2 separate regions of the Mus musculus genome follow, and region 1 is linked to region 2. A link is a contact called in public HiChIP or PLAC-seq data. All regions are on one chromosome and are shown on one strand. The core of a region is the stretch at or near the end of the contact, and the rest is flanking DNA. Distances in the headings are between cores, read along the strand shown. Region 1 holds the start of Tmem170b (transmembrane protein 170B). Region 2 overlaps Gcnt2 (glucosaminyl (N-acetyl) transferase 2, I-branching enzyme).

Region 1 (6,865 bases), core at 3,924-6,423, 680 kb after region 2:
CTCTCTCTCTCTCTCTCTCTCTCTCTCTCTCTCTCTCTGTGTGTGCGCACACACACACACTCACACACACTCAGACTTGCCTGTTGTCTTCTATGAAGATGCAGATGTCCTGTATCTAGGGCTCTTAGTAGCATCATTTGGGTTCCAATAACGAGGCCAGCCCTGACTTTGCAGCTTTGTGGCTTGTACTGTACTAGCCTGTCTCTGAGGCTGGCTTCACTTCCATGATTGTAACTCTCCTTGGTAGACACCCGCAATATCCATACCGGGCCCCCATTAACCATTACTTTTCTCTTTCACAGCTTCATGCAGTGTCCTCTTGCAGACTTCTTGTATGGCATCTGACCATGCCACACACTGCCGGCTTTCAGCTTTCTACTACAAGCCTCTTGGTACAGCTTTCTAGTACAGCTTTCTTGGTACAAGCCTCTGTAATGCCCTTACTTTCACATGTTTCTTGTCTGAAAAACTGTACCAAGAGGTCAAAGCTACCATGCTCGGTTGTCAGCCCTAGATGTAGCCCAGCACCCTCTTGAACCACAGTTTCATTTCCTCTGTGTGTGGAGCCTGGTGAAACATTTTTTCTAGGTGGTTGTTTTGAGCAAGGAGTCCCCTCAGTGGGTTACCAGCCTCGGCTCATTCCTTTCATATGAATTTGAGTTTTCCATGTTGGCCTTACTGCCAGAGGGCTTTCTTTTGTTAGGGGTCTCAGTAATTTCCCATCACCTTGAATCTTTCCTGCCAGGCTACCTTCCCTGGCCAACCACACAGTTTTCATATCTTTTTGTTCCATTTGTCTCTCTCTCACTCAGACCTGGATGAGAGCAGTTAACAGCCACCATGCCATAGCCTGAATCCTCTCCTGTCTTGAATTTCCCTCTGCCAAACAAATGAGTCCATCACTTTTGAATTTAGCCACACTCAAGTTCTCAGGGCACTGGCAGAGTGTGATTCTCTACCAGGATATAACAGTAACGCTATCTAGCCTGATTCTTGACAGAGTCCTCCCTCACCTATGATCTCCCCTCCCCACCCTCCACCCTATCCCACCCACACCTCCTTCCTGTCCACATCTGCTGACATTCTTCTGAACGCCCACCAGAAGGACCATTAAGCATTGCCCACAACACTGGAGGGCTTTTCTAGTTCATATTTCCAAACTCTTTCACATCCCTCCCCAACGCCTGCTCCAAATGCCCAAGAACTACATGGTCAAGTTTGCACTCTAATAGCCTCGCTTCTTGGTACTGATTTTCTTCTGTATTCTATTTGTGGAAGGAATAGTAACTTGTTGTTTGAAGACTTATTATTTAACTATATGCAGGTCTGTGGGCAAGTGCCCTCAGAGGCCACAGGATCCCCCCTCTGCAGTTCCTGGCAGTTTCAAGCCCTCTGATGTGGGTGCTGGGAGACAGCACTCCCTTTCTGCACAAGAGTAGCGAGTGCTTTACCTGCCTGCTGAACAAACTCTCCAGCTCCCAACCTTTTGTTTTCAAAGCAAACAGTCAATGAGGTTTTGTCAGGCTGGGTCTTCTGCCGGTTGTGATTTCAGAGCCTTCACACTGACACTTAGAGCTTTTCCATGACCCCCCCCCCTCCGTGGCTCCTCTACTCTGCTAGGTGGGCAGCGGTCTCTGCCTTAGGGGGCGTGACTGGCTGAAACAAATGCTACAAGCGGGTTGTTTAATGTATTTCCCATCGTTCTGGAGGCTGGGAGATGCACATAAGGGTGCCACCAGACTCCGTGTTTATTGTGGGACCTTTCCTTTGCAGAGAAGCATCTTGCTGATGCATTACAAGGATGAGAAAGCTTCTCTCTCATCTTTTCTAATAGGGTCATCAATCCCATCCATGTCAAGACCTCATAATAATTTGGGAGGTCCATCAATCTGGAGAGATACAAGCAGTCAGTACACAGCACGGTCTATGCTGCTGTTCATGTTATTCAGGTCTATTGTACATTTTTGAGGTCAGACCCACGCTTTTCACAGGACAGGGAAGGAAATTACAAAAAATAAAAATGATGTTTAAATATGTCGATTTTTTTCTCATTCTTCACAGCTAGAGTTGATGTTACTTCACCTGGTGAGAAATTGGGAATGATTCATAAAGGCCTGTAAGTGAGTTTGGCTGAGGAACAGTGAGTAGCTGGGGTGCAGTGGAGGGAGGGAGGGCCCTTCTTAGAAGAGTTTTGAGCCACAGGACTCCAGTTATAATTTTCAAAGTAGGAAAACATAAGTAGATGCTTTCCTTTCAGGAGACTCCTTCACAAGTTCCTTTTGCTTGTTCTTTAGAAGAAATATTTACAGGGCAGCAATTTTCATCTGGTTTCAAAAAGTAGCCATATTTAAATGTGACAGCAATAAAAAACAAAACAAAACAAAACAAAAAAAACCCTAGCACCTCATGTTATCTATAGATCCAGATTCCATTCTGAATGCGTAAACACCTACGTGTTAAGTGCTCTGATCCTCAAAATAACTCAAGAAATATTGCAATGAAATGTAAGTATAATGTAATATGTTCTCTACAGTGAGTGACATATGAAATACATGAATATATATAAAAACTGAAGTAGATAAGGAAATATTAAGATGTACAAGTAGTGAAACTGAAACTTAGTGATTACTAACCCATTGTAGTTAAGTGTTCACATTAGCTAATGCAGTCAAACTAGGGCTAGAACCAGACACTTAGGTTTTACGAGTGACAAAATATTCAATCCGCTGCGCTATGATCGGGAAAGCAGGAAACAGTTATGAGGAAGTGGGGATGTTCGAATCTTAGATTGTTTGGAGTGAATGGACAATAGATTCTCAACCGAAATGTTTTATCAGTTGCAGTGATAGTATCGGAAACAATCATAGAGCCAACCTCAAACGTCGTCGTATAGGATTTTCCTTTAGACGGGAACGCTTCTCCTTGGACGGATGTAGAGGGACTCACAAGAAAGTTACAAAAACTCACAACAACAGAGTTAGAAGCCTTACATAATCTTCCTGAGGTTACATAAGCAGTAAACATTTGCTGGGGTAAAGACTCTTGTGTGGGCAGGCTCATGTGTGTGAGGCAGATGAGGAGGGCCTATCTGTCCATCAGGCGATAGGCAGCTGTTAACTACTATCAACATACTGCTAAAACACATTATGAACACCATTACTGTTAATGGTAATTTCTTAAATTATGGGCTCTCTTTCCAATATTCATCTACTAATAAAGATGTTGGGGATGGGTTAGTTTGACCATTTGGCAGGTGTTGACTCTCCCTTGTATCTCTGTCAGCCTTGAGCAAAAGGACTGCCAGCCAAGCAGCCGCTCTACCAGCACCAAGTATCTGGAACAATCCATGGATGCCTTAGGAAGGGAGCTTCAAACAGCTTGCCCTGTACTGTTTGCTATACAGCCCTTGATAGACTCTAGCTGATCCTGCAACTGCTTCTGCCTAGGGCAGCAGTTTTTCCTGGCAGCCTAGTAGTAGGATGGGTGTTGCTGATACAAAAGGGACCTCTGTGTAGTTGGTGCAACCACAGCCCTCCATTAGCATGAGTGATTTTCTGCGGTTGTTACAAACATCTCTTCTTTGGCTAGTTAAGCAGGTTTTCTGGTTCATTTTGTAAGCTGACGACAGGAGAGTTTAACATGTCCTTCGGAGGCTTGGCTATATCTGTCAGTGAATGTGCTCATGTTACCTAATAATGTTAAATCCCTTCGCAGCACCATGAGGTTAACTTCCCATTCTGAACTTTAATTCAGACTAGAAAGATAGGACATATACTATGGCTGCCAGGAAGAATTTAAAAAAATAGGAGAAGAAGAAGAAGAAGAAGAAGAAGAAGAAGAAGAAGAAGAAGAACAACAACAACAACAACAACAACAAAGAAAGAAATGAAGCCCCTTCTTTATCTAAAATGAATTTGATGTTAAACTCATTTATGTCTGATAGTCTATACTCCTGAATTGACATTTAATTCAGCCATTGAACCCTACACCATAGTAGGTTTTAGTACGGTTCCTCTTAATGACGCCCAAACTTTTTTCTATATTGTGGGAGCAAAACAAAAACATGCATAAATATAAACCTGCATATACATTATTGTCATTTTTAAGGTGCTCACCAAAAGCAACAATATTTAGGCAATTCGAATCTTCAGTTACTGGGCAAAAACACTTGATTGGCTTAGCTATTCTTTCTTCACTTCCTTCTGTAAACTTTAGCAGCAGAGTATTTGGAAAAAGATGGAATTGGGCGAGGGGGATGGGGTGAGGAGCACTAACGTTTTTTATGCAAACACGATTTTTTTTTTTTTAATTTCAAGTTAAAAGGTTTCAAACATCAAGGAAGACTGTAACTAGCATAACTGGAGTTAAGATGCTTCTGAGGCTGACCTTGGATTTGAAGGACAGGGAGACGAAGCTGAGTTAGTTTAAGTGCTGGGGAGATTCACAATTTTAGATGAAAAGAGTCCTATCTGGAAGAAGCGCTAGAGCCAGCCTTGGCCAGGAGGATTCATTCGGACACCTACGGGGCCCTGCGTCAATAAGTGGTTTCAGATCCTGCAGCTAAGGGGAGTTCGTATTTTACTGCTGGCCGGCCAGAAGACTGGCTGAAATGACAAAGAGGATCTATTTCTGTTTTAGTAGATTTAGCAAAGGGAGGGGCGTATCCAGGTCACTGGACGCACTCTCAGACAACCCTACAAATGAAATCTTGAGCATTTACACCTTTGCAAAAAGTTGCTCGCAGACGCCCTCACGGAGAGGGAAGGATCTGGAGCAGCGAAGCGCAGGCTCCAAAAATCCTGGCAGCTCCCGGGACCTATACACAGCTCTCTCATCCCCGCCCAGCTCACCGGTTTCAGGTTTCCGGGGGCGCGCAGTCAGGAGGGGGCGAGGGGCTTGGAGTCTGTTCCCTCGGAGCAGCCAATGAGCGGCGAGACCCAGCGGTGGCGCCAGTGACGTAGGTGGCGCTCCCTCCGCCCCACTGCGGGCGGACGCTGGGAGCCGACGACAGCCTGAGCTCCCGGGTGCCTAGGGCGGCGCGCGCGCGCGCGCGAGGAGCGGGGGGGAGGCAGTGCGCGTGCGCAGCCGCTCACCCCCGGGGAGGCGGGGCCGAGGAGCGGACACGCGCATGCGCGCGCCCCGGGGCGGTCGCGGGCGGAGGGGGCGGCTCCTCGAGTGTTGGCTACCCAAAGGCCGAGCGGCAGGCGGGCGGCAGGTGCCGCGGCCGGGCGCCGCTGCCTCGTCGCGCGTCCCCGCGATGAGCCTCGTCTCGCGGCCTGCCCCTGCCGGCTGCCGCTCCGCGCGGGCCTCACGGCGTGACCCGGGCCTCGTGGCGTGGCGGGCCCCCGCGGCGCGACGCGGGCCCTGAGCGGGAGCGGCGGTCCCTCCCGCGGCCCCAGGCCTCGCCCGCCAGCGCTCCTCGATGTCTCCCCGGCGGGGAGGACGCTGCCTGCGACACCCGCCGAGCGGCGCCCCCCGGAGCGCCCCGCTGCCGCCCCGCGGGGACGATGAGGGCGGAGGGCGCCGACCACTCGATGATCAACCTGTCGGTGCAGCAGGTCCTGAGCCTCTGGGCCCATGGCACGGTGCTGAGGAACCTCACGGGTAATGCGCCGGGCGGAGGGAGCGGTGGGGGACCCACTCCACGGGTGTTCGGGGCGTCCGCAAACCCGGCCCGGTGCGGGCCGCTGGAGCACGCGCGAGTCGCGCCAGTGCCCCGACTGGATCACAGTTCATGTTTCTGTCATTAACCCCCCCCCCCCCCCCCGCCTTTCCCCGTGCGCGCGCGCACGCACATACACCGCTTCTTGCAGTTTCGATCTTTTTTAGTCTTTCTTTCCTGGTTTAGCCCTTTTTCTTGCTGACAGATGTCAAACCAATTGCAGTACTCCTATTGCCTGCTCACCGTGATCACGGTGGACCGACCGTTCGTTCCTTTATTTGTTGAGAGAGAGAGAGAGATATGACTAAGTAGATAATAGCGGGGTCAGGGGCTGGACCAAGGTCTAGAGCAGTCGAAACAGTTGTCTTCTCTGCTATTTCCTTTTGTCTGGCTGTCTCCTGGCTTCAAGTTGCTGTATTTGTGAAATTGGAGAATTCTGTGTATTTCCCTTCATTAATCAATGTGATTGGGAATGGGGTTTAGCTACGTTATAGCATCAGGTTGTCAGAGTAAGCATTAGTACACATAATATGATTTCATATGCAGGTTTGCTTGTGAAGAAACTTCTGGTTTTCTCAGTGTGGAAGTGCTTAAACTCTTTTGAGTTCCGAGTTTTAAAAATAGCGTCTAAAGAGTAATATTGACTGGAAAGCAGTAGGGTCAACAGTTTGACTCCGGAGTAGCTGCTTTTGTGAAACCACAACCAAAACCCCAAACAAAAACTCAGTTCTTTAAAATGTCTTAACTCCAATTGAACGTTACTATTTCAAAATCTGTGTGATAGCAAATTAATAGTATGTAGTATACTTATAGGCAAAATCTGGCATGATACAGGGTTCATATGTTCAAGGAGAAAAATATAACGGCATTGCGTACCACCCAGATAAATTTTCAGGTTGCTTAATTCCTTACTTATGAAAACCACACCAGTAAAGGAGACCCTGGAGCCAGCAGAGGCGTCTTCTTAGTTGCATTTTTATAGTTCTGAAAAGTTAAATTTACATAAAGATCATCTCAAGATAGATCCCTTTATTTTACTTATGACCTTGTTCGTATTTGCCCACAGATTCACATTTATAAAGCATGAATTGTTTATTAAAGTACAATGATTAAAAACTTAGTGATATATATTGCCTGTATTAATGACCAGCTTGGCTCACTGAAGCTGTTTCGTATGTAGCTTGATAGTCAAGAGATGCTGTC
Region 2 (6,476 bases), core at 3,049-5,548:
GCACACTTCACCACAAAGGCCCCCCCCCCCTTCTGCTGATTATCTATTTAGACGTGTTGCAATGCCCTTTTCCCTGTATCTATGTCTCTGCCCAGGGGCGGAGATAACACTGAAATGAAAAAATAAACAATGAGAAAGAAAGAAGAGGAACACCGAGGAGCTTTCGCCTTATACTCTCCCCAAAGCGGGGGCAAAAAACAGACCCACCTCTTGTAGGAGATGAGGGGTGTACGCAGGAGAAAAGAGCAGTTTAGATGGACTGAGGGGAGGTGGGTGGGGCTGACGCTTGAGACTGTCCGCTCCCGGTCTGGTCGCTCCGTTCCAGAAGGCAGCCTGCTGGAGGCACCTCTAGCTTTTCGTATGCAAATGAAGAGGTTTCCCCCATCTGGGCGGGGCTGAGCTCCTGGCCGCAGGGATTCGCCTCCTAGGAGATTCAAGCTTCAGATGCGAAGTGCGGTGGGAAAGCTGCTAAACTCCAGCCAGTCCCGGAGGATGGGCCAGACTCCCACGCACTGGAGACCCACGCCTTGAGAGCTGGGGAGCGTGAGCCCGCATCTGTGCGGGAGAAGCCGGCGAATCTGGAGGAGCCAGATCCACCTCTAGCGCCTGGGCTTTCAGAACTGTGGTCACTTCTCAGTCTCCAGTGATAATTCTTCCCGCCTGGAACCCTAAATAATGAGCCTACGCGGGAAAGTTTTCGCTGTCTCTGCGCTCAGCGTGGTGATTTTTGTGGTTTTTTATCACAGCCAGCTAAGCCTGCCCAACCTCTACCAGCAGCTCAACAGCTCCAGCGAAAGGACGTCTGTCACCATCTGTGATTACGGCTTGCAAAATCATACGTTCTTCACGACGGGGGACACATCACCACATCCTTTAGAAAGACTCTCCTGTCCTCAATACCGGATCCAGAGCCACTATATTACCAGTCCCCTTTCGGAAGAAGAGGCTGCCTTTCCCCTGGCTTACATCATGGTGATCCACAAAGACTTCGATACCTTTGAAAGGCTCTTCAGGGCCATTTACATGCCCCAGAACGTCTACTGTGTGCATGTGGATAGTAAGGCGACAGACACCTTCAAAGAAGCGGTGCGGCAGTTACTAAGCTGTTTCCCCAATGCCTTCCTGGCCTCTAAGGTGGAGCAGGTGGTCTATGGTGGCTTCTCTCGGCTCCAGGCTGATCTGAACTGCATGAAAGATCTGGTGGCCTCCAAGGTCCCCTGGAAATATGTCCTCAACACCTGCGGGCAGGACTTCCCTTTGAAAACCAACAAGGAAATAATTAACCATCTGAAAAGATTTAAGGGGAAAAACATCACTCCGGGAGTGCTGCCCCCTGCGTACATAGTTGTACGGACTAAATATGTACACCAGGAACGCAAAGGCAAAGACGGATATTTTATGCATAAAACAAATATTTTGAAGACTCCACCTCCACACCAACTGATCATCTACTTCGGCACAGCCTACGTGGCCCTCACCCGGGACTTTGTCAACTTTATCCTGAATGACGAAAGGGCCATTGCTCTCTTAGAGTGGTCTAAAGATACCTATAGCCCTGATGAACATTTTTGGGTGACACTCAATAGGATTCCAGGTCAGTGTCAAATAGTCGTTGACAGTTCTTCTTTAAATTGTTTACTCCGTCTTTCTTTGTAGATTGCAAATGGGTGTGGAGGTCAGGGCAGCTTGTGGAAATCATTCTTTTCCTTCACCACACTGGTGCAAGGGCTCAAAAGCATCTGTCCGCCTGGGTGGCAAGGGCGTTTATCTGTCCATTCATCTCAATGGCCCCATTGCTCAGAACTCTGAGTTCTGAGAACTGATTCATTTAAATTACTTGAAAAAAAAATTTTAGGTCCCTGAAAATGACGAGTGTGGATGCTTTTACTGACAGTTTTGTGCTACCCCAGTAGTCTTATAAATATCCAAGAAGCAGTGACCTAAAGAATATCTTGGGGACTAGACAAGCTGCCGCATTAGATGAGTATTGGGTTTCCAGCACGGCTGTGGAATTAACACTGGTCATATAGTACTGGATAAGGACTGAAGCCCTCAAAGCTGGGAGATGGATTTAAAAAAAAAAAAAAGGCATTCTAGAACATATAAAATTAATTGTTGACCAGATTTCATGCAACATTGTGGGCGGGGCTGTTTTCTAGCACCCTGGAAATCTCTTTAGATGTTCACAAAGGCAGCGCTCTGATTCACTCTGGTACTCATGTCTCAGTTAATCTCTGTTGAACAAACCTAGCCCCAAGATTTTGTCGCCTAGAGGGGAGGGTAGCAGAGTAGAGATGGACACACAGGGGGTGCTTACAGCTGGAGACGTCCCAGTAGGATCCTCACCTTTCAGATTACCCTATTTATTTGGGGGGGGGGCGGGGTTTTAAGACAGGGTTTCTCTGTATAGCCCTGGCTATCCTGGAACTCACTTTGTAGACCAGGCTGGTCTCGAACTCAGAAATCCACCTGCCTCTGCCTCCCGAGTGCTGGGATTAAAGGGGTGCGCCACCACGCCCAGCTCCATCATTTCTTATTTGCAGTTCCTGTTTACAGCCTTGTGCTTCCGCTTCACCTCAGGGAAAGTCTTTTTGATGGTTTATGGTGATGTGGAAATGAGGCCAGGGTATGCAGTTGATAGTACAACACAAACAATAGCAGAGGCCACGAGCAGAACATTTCCATGTGTTCCAAACAGAAATTGGTCGGACTGGCTTTGTGGAGCTCCTTCCATGTATTGAACTCACATCACTAGGCTTCTGTTATCAGGCAGTGGGCACCTATATTTGCTGGGCTGCTTTCCAAAGTCTGCTTCCCATACGTTGCGAGGGCTACAATGGGAATGTCCCAGTGTACTGGTTTCCAGTATTGCACCGTGTGGCTTGTGGGTGTCAGTTGAAGGTAAGAATGGCCCTATGCTTGCCATTCTGGAATAGCTGCAGGTTCTTTCGGAGTGGCAGCCTTGTCTTTGGCTTGCCTTTGAGTGCTGTTGGAAGCTATCTTCATATCCGAAAGTGGACTCAAAGCAGTTAGACATATTTAGATCTCTGATAGTCCAGCATTTCTAATATCTGAACTAGAAGAGTAATCACAGAACTCGCCCGTGAGGCAGAAAGTGGACGGACCTGGTGGCTGGGAACAGATATATAGGCTGTCCCATGAGAGTTTCAGAGATGCCACCAAGATCACAAAGATGTCAGGTCACAAAGATTCCCAGGAGGGAATTCCAGGAGGAGGAGTAAGTGACATTCATTATGGTACCTTAGTAGCTCTGTTCCACCCATTTCTTTTTAAAAAAAAAACTGTATTGTGTGTCAGCTTATGATGATGTATGTATGGAGGCCCATGATGTATGTATGGAGATCAGAACATAGCTTTGTGGAGCTCGTTCCATGTATTGAACTCACTTCACTGGGCTTCAGTTATCAGGCAGTGGGCACCTATACTTGCTGGGCTGACCTGCCAGTCCGACCAATTTCTGTTTGGAACACATGGAAATATTCTGCTCGTGGCCTCTGGTATTGTTTTTGTTGTACAGTTTGTACAAGATGTTAGGTTTGTCTTCCTTATCTCCGCGTGCTTGAGAATGGAGCCTTGGTCCCAGGTTAAGCTGGAATCTGGCCCTAGACTGAAGTAGTCTGAAGTTTCGACTGTTTCTGTTACTGCAGGAAAAAGAAAGAATTAACTTTCTTCTTTGCTGCCTATCAGAAAGAAATCTTCTCCCAGAAAGGACAAAGGATTAGGGAAAATGAGGAGGATTGTGGAAGTAAGCTGTCTGACCTGGAAATGAGACTAACAAGGACGTGTGTGTGTGTGTGTGTGTGTGTGTGTGTGTGTGTGTGTGTTTGTATGTGTGTGTGTGTACATGTGTTGGAAGGCAGCAAGCATATAAGGCATTCTGTATGTGTGTGAAATAAGGTTAGCAAGGACGTGTGTGTGTGTGTCTGTGCGTATGTGTGTGTGTGTCTGTGCATGCATGTGTGTGTGTGTCTATGCATGTGTGTGTGTGTGTCTGTGCGTGTGTGTGTGTGTGTGTGTCAGAAGACTGCAAACACATGAAGCTTGTCAGGTGTCAGGGTCACTGTGTTAACTAGAGTCATAAGGTATCCTTTTTGGAATTAAATACCACCAGTCCCTACAGACTACTGTGCCAGCTTCCTTGTGTCCCCACCACTAACAGGCCTTCGTCTGGCTCCTCTTCTCTAAACCAGACAGTAGACATGGGGAATGTCTCATCAGTGGACATTCTCAGGGTCTGGGAGTGCAGCCAGCAACTGGGCCAAGACACTGTGCATTGCATAATCACTGTGACAATAAGAGAGATAGAGCATGTCCTTCTGTCATGTGTCACTTCCCCATCACTGTGGTGTGTGCCCTGACCTCATGCTTCACTCTTGCGAGAGAGACTTTGAGGATCAAGAGACAGGAGCCAAGCTGTCCAATTCCATACGAGATTCCTATTCCCTGTCTGTCTCTCTCACTCACGATCCACCCCTTATCTCTACGCCAGCCTCCACAGTGGACAAAATGCCATCAAACCGGTTATGATTCTGAAAGGAGATATTGGAAGCCAGGAAGTGGGTCTATCAGGAATTTCACAGGAAATGACTGACTTAAGCGGTAGCAGGTCACTGTCATCTAACCGCACAAAGCTGGCCCAGTCACCACTATCCACACAGTGAGCACTCATTAGGGAGAAGGATTTTTTGTTTTGTCTCTATGCATTTGTAGGATGCTTTCAGTAATAAATACAGAAACCTCTTCCTCTCTCTGTCCCCCCTCCCCCTCTCTCCTCCCTCTCCCCCCTCTACCTTTCCTCCCTCCCCCTCTCTCTCCCTCTCCCCCTTCCCCACCCCTCTGTTTTTATTTAGAGACGATTTTATTTAGTCCAAGATGGCCTGAGGACGACCTTGGAGTTTAGGTTCTTTTTCCTCCACCTCAGAGGCTGGGGCTGCAGGCTTCTGATTTTCTGCCTGCTTCAGGAGGTGCCAGGGCTTTGTGCATGTTGGAAAGGCACTCCGACCAACTGGACTACATCCTGGCTCCAGGAGATCTTTGTAAAGAGGAGAGAAAAGAAGGTGGCTCGAGGCCACCGCTCTCACCTAGCATGGCAAAGAAATCTTTACAAGTAATGAGTTCCCTTCCTTTATATCTCTTTGTCGGAGTGCTTGAGCCTCTGCGCCTGGCTTTAGTTCTCTTTTTCTACCCTCTGTGTTCCTGGGGGTGGGGGTGGGGTGGGGTGGGGTGGGGGAGGATGGGACAGAAGTTGTCAGTCTTGACTGGCAGCTAGTTCCTTCACCTGCCAAGCAGTCTCACTGGCCTGAGCTAGATTGACTCCATGTTTTCAGGCGTCAACAGTCTCTTCAGTTCTTCATTGTGCCAAAGCACTGTTCTATGAGCTGAGGATGCAGCCGGAAGTCAGAAGACTCAGCTCCGTAGTATTCACGTCTGCAGAGCTGACGGGTGAACAGTGTCTGTGGTTTTCTTATGAAGCTCGTGTCATTTCCCACCTCAGCCCCTCACACTGTTTGGCTTTGCTGCGGTTTTTTTTTTTTTTTTTTTTTTTTTGGTGCGGGAGGAAGCTTGGGGCTGGTTTGTTTGTTTGTTTGTTTGTTTTTCCTTTAATATCTGATTTTGATTTTTAAGATATTGGGCTCGAGAGATGGCTCCGTGGTTAAAAACACTGGCTGCATGTTCAAAGGTTAGTTTCCAGACCCCACATGGCGGCTCACAGCCATCCATTACTGCAGTTTCATGGGATCAGATGATCTCTTCCAGGGTGTAAATAGATGTACATATAGATAATATCCATATACATAAAATAAGTAAGTCTTTAAAATACATTTTTATAGTTGCCTTTAAGAAATAGGAGGGACTGGTTGTTAGCATTCTGTCAAAACTCCACCCCACGGTTACCCGGCAATAGCCAGGTAAGCCTGGCCCACTATAAGAGGGGCTGCTTGCCCCTCCTCTCTCTTTACCTCTTACTCTTGCTTCCCTCTTGCTTCTCTCTTCTACTCTTGGGCTCTTCCCTTTCCCCCTCCCTTTCCTATTCCCTTCCCCCCCCCCCCCTCTCTACGTGGTCATGGCTGACCTCTACTTCTCCACTCTCTCTTTCGGCATTTCTCTGCCTCTATTACGCTCTTAACTCCCCTCCCCATGCCCTGAATAAACTCTGTTCTATACTATACCGTCCTCAGGGTCCCTCAGGGTAAAGGGATGCCTTGGCATGGGCCCCCTGAGACACCCCCTTCCCCCACACCTCACCACACCCTCATAGATCATATCTTATATCTCTTTATCTTTTTATAAACACATCACTGGTAGTGTATCTCAGGGACCAGAGAACATGCTCATCATACGCAAAGCCTGCACTTCAACTCTCAGCACAAGAACTTAACTTAAAAAACACAAAGGAAAAACTATTCAAAGATTTGGCATTGTGAAGATTGTGTTCCGTCAGCTACAGAACCTAG

The links. HiChIP or PLAC-seq counts read pairs in DNA pulled down with a chosen protein or histone mark.
Region 1: an HNF4G HiChIP or PLAC-seq map of pancreatic cancer cells shows a contact between it and region 2. The contact joins the promoter of Tmem170b here to the enhancer-like site in region 2. A contact is called at or near these places in 1 of 39 promoter capture datasets (3T3-L1-derived adipocytes), 2 of 115 datasets of contacts at active chromatin or transcription factors (memory CD8 T cells and pancreatic cancer cells) and 1 of 9 other capture datasets (adipose tissue).

The regions. Positions count from the first base shown.
Region 1 is chr13:41,600,709-41,607,573 of GRCm38.p6, forward strand. Tmem170b (transmembrane protein 170B) reads left to right here and starts at 5,174. Exons shown (of 3, transcript NM_001163572.2): 1 at 5,174-5,604. The coding sequence starts at 5,508. It overlaps Gm32184 (a long non-coding RNA gene), which reads right to left and starts at 5,368. Exons shown (of 3, transcript XR_382252.4): 1 at 4,851-5,368.
Region 2 is chr13:40,917,208-40,923,683 of GRCm38.p6, forward strand. All of the region lies in intron 1 of Gcnt2 (glucosaminyl (N-acetyl) transferase 2, I-branching enzyme), which reads left to right. Gm31683 (a long non-coding RNA gene) reads right to left here and starts at 562. Exons shown (of 3, transcript XR_382246.4): 1 at 208-562. Within about 2 kb of position 4,299, at least 118 of the 459 cell types and tissues checked have an H3K27ac peak or open chromatin away from gene starts, as enhancers often do. A contact at or near this core is called in adipose tissue, memory CD8 T cells and pancreatic cancer cells, where this site is marked.